Regions from separate parts of the Sus scrofa genome. Here region 1 is linked to region 2. The links are chromatin contacts, called in public Hi-C maps. All regions are on one chromosome and are shown on one strand. Each heading gives the region's core, a stretch centred on a gene start, on an enhancer-like site or on the middle of the called end of the contact. The rest is flanking DNA. Distances are from core to core; before and after follow the strand shown. Region 1 has its middle 120 kb from the start of IRF8. Region 2 holds the start of FOXF1 (forkhead box protein F1).

What was found. A called contact is a pair of places that touch in the nucleus more often than the background predicts.
Region 1: a Hi-C map of embryonic fibroblasts shows a contact between it and region 2, with 2.9 times the contacts expected there. The contact joins the enhancer-like site here to the promoter of FOXF1 in region 2. A contact is called at or near these places in 2 of 5 promoter capture datasets (fetal skeletal muscle and liver), 23 of 47 Hi-C or Micro-C datasets (alveolar macrophages, brain, embryonic fibroblasts and 14 more) and 2 of 2 datasets of contacts at active chromatin or transcription factors (alveolar macrophages and skeletal muscle).

The regions. Positions count from the first base shown.
Region 1 is chr6:2,937,559-2,940,258 of Sscrofa11.1, forward strand. No RefSeq gene overlaps it. Among named protein-coding and RNA genes, the nearest start is that of IRF8, 120 kb to the right of the region's middle. Within about 2 kb of position 1,388, at least 5 of the 83 cell types and tissues checked have an H3K27ac peak or open chromatin away from gene starts, as enhancers often do. A contact at or near this core is called in alveolar macrophages, embryonic fibroblasts and undifferentiated spermatogonia, where this site is marked.
Region 2 is chr6:2,596,754-2,599,453 of Sscrofa11.1, forward strand. It overlaps FOXF1 (forkhead box protein F1), which reads right to left and starts at 1,369. Exons shown (of 3, transcript XM_021093697.1): 1 at 666-1,369; 2 at 1-30.

The sequences.
Region 1 (2,700 bases), core at 138-2,637, 340 kb after region 2:
CGGGAAGTGCTCTTGTGAACCGGAAGTGCTTTTCCATGGGCGCAAAGAGGACGTCTGTCAACCCTGACGGCTTTTTCAATGAACCCCCAGGATTGGGGATCTTCCGGAGCACCTATTAAAGGGCTGTGAGCCTGAAAAGATAGGGAATGTCTCAGGAACTGATGCAGAACGTTCTCTGTGACCTTCGTGTGTGTCTGTGCCTATGCGTGCTGCCCAGAGACCCTCGTGACTCCTCCCTGCGGGGCGAGGGGCGCTGGGGACCGGAGCCCGGGGGGAGAGAAAATTAAATATGAACCCCTGAAGGAGACAGACCGTGGAATAGTCATCTGAGCCCCCAAGGGAGAAGTGGGGGGGGGGTCTAATATCTATTCGATAGGAAAGGGGTGAAGGGGAGGAGAGGAGGGGAAAGAGAACAGCCTTCTGGAAATCTTGGCCAAATTTGATCGTATAGCAGGTATCACATGCTCTGTGGGGAGGGCCCTGGAATGAGCTAGAAAAGGGCCAGAGACCTGTTTTTGTAGCTTTTTACCTACTGTGGCCCACCCTGGAGAGATCCAGTGGACACATGACTTAACAAAATCCTGCTGACCACGGCAAGCACTTCTCGGACACCAGCAAGAAAAGATGAGGGAAGTTTCTGATTTGGGGTGTGTTCTGGCCTTTGGCCACCAGCTCCACCCGTGCCCCAGGCGAGGTCCCTGGGCAGTGCCCCAGCTAACGCTGCAAGAATGACCTGGAGCAGGTGGTATTTGCTCGGGAGTGTGGCTCTTGACCTGGCCTGCCTCCCAGCCCTGCCAGGCGGAGGGGCCTCCCACCCGCAGGCCTTGCTCAGCTCCAAGAGGAAGAGAAATGCTCCCAGCAATCAATTCAGATATTTCCCCCTGCAGGTGCCAGGGCCCTCCTCCACACACCTCCACCCACACACCCTCAAGAAGAGCGCATTCTACAAGTGTTCCTCAGGACTCGCCTCCGACAGAACGGAGGTGGGGAGCCAACAGGAAAAAGGCGGCTGGCTCTTGGAATTCATCCTCAAGGGCATCTCACACACTGATAAAGGAAATCCAGATTCCTACAGTGATGGGGTCCTGAGCTGCTGGGGTATTACTCATCCACAGCCTTAACCAGGGCCTTTGACCTGGCCCCCTGCACTGCTTGGAATTCAACCAAGGAAGCCATTTGATGAGCAAAAAGATGTAACTCCGAGGATGTTTAGCTCAACATGGTTATGATAGCGAATAATGGGAAACAGCCTAAATATCCCACAGGCAGGGCTGGATGATGTAAATGAGGATATAGTCATAGGATGCAGTGCTTCCACAGCCATTAAAAGTGTGGGTATGGGAGTGCTTTTGAGGATGTGGAAATACGTTCAAGATGCTGTTAAATGGAAAAAGGAAGTTACAAAATACTAAATGTAACATGACTCTGATTTTGTAAAACACTGAATGTACATGACATATATACCAAGAAAATGTTTGCAATGTCATTTGGACTATGTGCCAAAATATTTACAGGATTATTTCCAAAGGGTAGGATTACAGGTGATTTTGTAAAACTTGTTCTAATTTTGTGTGAAATAACAGTTCTTGACCTTTTTAAAGGTAGGGTTTGCGTACAAGGAAATGTGCTCATTGCCAGTGTACATTTCAACAAATTTCAAAAAACTTATACCATATATGTAAATATAACCAGTAACAGGTTATAGAACCTCCCATCATCACCCCAGAAAGTTCCCTTGAACCCCTCTTCAGGCAACCCCTGCCCTCTCCCCCAGTCCTGGCCCTAGACAACCATTGGTCTGCTTTCTATCACTAAATTAGATTTGTCTCTTCTAGAGTTTCAAATAAGGGGAATCATACTATATATTCTCTTCTGCGGATGCCTTCCTTCACTCAGTGGTATGTTTTTGAGATTCACCCATGTTCCTTGTATCAGTAGGGTTTTGTTTTTTCCTTTTTAAGCTGAGTAGCAGTCCGCTGTATGAATATGCCATACTTTTTATCCATTTACCTCCAGATAAGGATTTAGACTGTTTGAGGTTACTATACCAAAGTTTTTGTGAGTGTTGCTGTTGAAATCTTTCTGTGGTCCTGTTTTTATTTCTTGAGGAAGTGTTAGTTTTCATGGTGAAGGTATATTTGGTTCCATAAGAAAGTATGAAACTCTTGGAGTTCCCATAGTGGCTCAGCAGAAACGAATCTGACTAGCATCCATGAGGACGCAGGTTTGATCCCTGGCCTTGCTCAGTGGGTTAAGGATCCAGCATTGCTGTGAGCTGTGGTGTAGGTCTCAGACATGGCTCAGATCTTATGTTGCTGTGGCCGTGGTGTAGGCCAGCGGCTACCGCTCCAATTCCAACCCCTAGCCCACTTCCATATGCCGCAGGTGCAGCCCTAAAAAAAAGAAAAGAAGAAGAAAAGAAAGAAATTATGAAACTCTTTTCCAGTGCTGTTGTAAACTTGGGCATATGCCCATGAGCAGTAGGGATTCTAATTGTTCCAGCTTTGCCAGTAGTTGGTATCGATAGCCATTCTAACGGCTGAGCATCTCCGTGTGTTTTAATTTAATTCTCTGATAATTAGTGAGGTTGAGCACCTTCCCTGTGCTCTCTGACTCTCCAGGTATCTTTTTGTGTGTCAGTACCACACGTTCACACATTTCTAATAATTATTCCTTTTTATGGTATTGTTGGCTTCTTCT
Region 2 (2,700 bases), core at 119-2,618:
TGGCTGCTGCCGCCGCCGCCGCTGCCGCCGCTGCTCTGCGCCGCGGACAAACGGGGAGGAGGAGGAGGAGGAGGAAGAGGAGGAGGGGGAGGAGGGGGAGGGGGCTGCGCGCGCGGGGCTGGCTGCACCTCTGCCGTCATCCGCGGCCACTTCTCCCGAGCGAGCCTCGGCGCGCCCTCCCCCGCCTGCGCGCTCGTCCTCCCCGAAGAGCTGCTGGATCCGCGGGCGGTTGGCTCACAGCCCCCTCTCTCCCCAGCTCCCTCCTCCCCCACCTACTCTCCTCCCTCTTTCTCTCTCGCCCTCCCACAAGGGAAGGAGCCGAGCGGAGGCTGAGAGCAGCCTCTTTGCAGCCTGGGCGGAGGCCGCGAGGAAGCCCCCCCCCCCACCGTTTTGGGGGGAGGCACCACCTCTCGGGCCTGCGGCTGTGCGCCCCCGCGGGGAGCACCGTTCGGTCCCCGCCACCCGCGGCGCTCGGCTCCTAGACTCCAGCCGAGGCCGCCCTTTCTGCCTCGTCTCTCAGCGGCGTCTCACGGGCCAGAGTAAGACCCTCCAGGAGTTCCCTCCCCTCCCTGCCCCCCTCCGGCCCCCTCGGCGGTGGGCGCTTAAAGGGCCCCCACCCTCGCCGCCCAGCGGCCGCCGGCAGAACCCGCCCCGCCTGCACCAACCTGGCGAGCAAGTGTTAATGCGCCCTCCGCCCGCCGTTCAGCCCAGCTGCGCGTAGGCCCCCGCCTTCCCTGCTCGGGCGGTGCGGAGGAAAAGGCGCCCCGGTACCCGGGCCTTCCCGGAGCCGTACTGCTCGGTGGCAAATCGCAGCTGTAGCGGAGGCCGGGGCCGCCGGGTCGGGGCCATCGTGGGCACAGTCGGCTTGGCTACGGGTCCCCGGGTCCCCGCGGCCGGCGGGCGTGTGTTCCCGCGAGGGACCGCCTACCCCTTCTCCCCGCCCAGGGAAGGACTGCGCCGCGCCCGGGACTTTTCGGACTCGCCCAGCAACGCGCAAGCAGGCGGGCAGCCGGCGGAGCCGAGCGCGGGCGGAAAACGAAAGCGCAGGGCGGGTCGTTCCCGCTTTGTCTCCGGCGCCGCGGGCGGTTCGGGGAGCAAGTGAGAACCGCTGGCCCTGCGGGGACCCACACTTCCCGGGCTCCCGGACCAAGCGACCCGGCTCATTCCCTCACTCGTGCGCACACATACAGACACGGACGCACCCACGCGTGCGTTCCCAGTCGCGCACACGCGGCGCTCAGGCATGAGCGTTCCCACTCACGCGCTCGCCCACGCACGCACGAAAGGCCCACAGGAGCGTCAGTTTGCATCCAGTCCCACTCGTGTGTACACTAGCCACACTCTGATCTGAGTCCACACAACTCAGTTGGACACCCCCCCAACACACACACACACACACACACACACACACACACACACACACACACTGAAAACCCGCCTATTTGGCCCCGCAGCCCCGGTGTCCCCACTTCCAAGAGCAGATTCCGATTTCTCGCAGATGGTAAAGGCCCTGGCAGGAAGTTTACATGGCTCAACGTAAACAAGTTCTGGGGGGGATTCTTTAATAATAATAATAGAGAATTCCGCGTGCGCGGGGGGGAGTTGGCCTAATGCCCCTGTGGGCTCGGCCTGCCGCCGCCACGGGGGCCTCTGACACTGCGCGCCAGGCCAGGTTCCGGAAGGCAGCCTGCGCGGGCGGGGAGCGCGGGCCCGGGAGGCCCCCGCGCGCCGGGCTGCCTGCAGCAGGGGGCTCGCACGAACGTCTTCCCCCGCCAACCTCCCAGCGCTGGGGTGCGGGCTAGGACGGGGTGGGGGGACAGTGGCGCCCAGCGCGGAACAGCGCAGGAGCCGGGCGCAACGCCGCACGCGGGGACCCAGGTGAGTGCTGTTTGATTGCTCACAGACTTGGGAGGAGCGAGGCGAGGGGTGTTTTCTCGGGTCCACGACGGGACCCTGAACGCAGTGCCCTGGCGCGAGCTGGGGGCGAGAGGCGGATGCCAGGCTCGGAGTGCGGCCCGCGGCGCTTTTCAAAGCCTGTGGGCCCCTCGGATTCTCCGGCCTCCTTGTCACCCGGGACCTGCCTCCTCGCTCCGACGCCTTCAGCCGAGGCGGTAGACGCCTGGTCACCTTCAGGGCGCCTGGCACGTCCGTGTGAGGAGCAGGGGGTCTCGGCTGTGGTCGGTCCCGGCCGAGCGCGCGCTCTCTCGGGAGACCAGAGAGCCACCTTCTCTGCGCAGCGCTTCCGCCTGGCTCTCCCGGCCTCGGCGCGGCTGGGGAAGGCTCCGTGGGGGAGGTGGCCGAGTCGAGTGCGGTTGTATCTTCGCGCAGGTAGCCGTGCGGGCAGACCCAGTCCCGCTTCCCAGCGCCCAGCCAGCGCCCACCGACCACAGGCACACACTGAGCACCGCGCACGGCCTCCCTACCTCTTCCCAGCGAAGGCGCCTCGCGCAGCTCAGGCGCCCCAACCCTCGCGCCCACGCTCAGGCCTGCCCACCGCCGAGGACGCGTTTGCGGTTGTGTGCACACACTCCTGCCCTTTTGCGTTCACCCACGCACAGCCAGCCGCACGTGCACACGCAGTCGCACGCCTGGCCGCTCCACGCGCCCGCGCGCACACGTCCCCACACGCATTCTCACAGGCTCTCCCCGTCACTTTATTTTTTCCGCCAAACGGCAGCTGCAGGATAGGAGGCCCCGCGG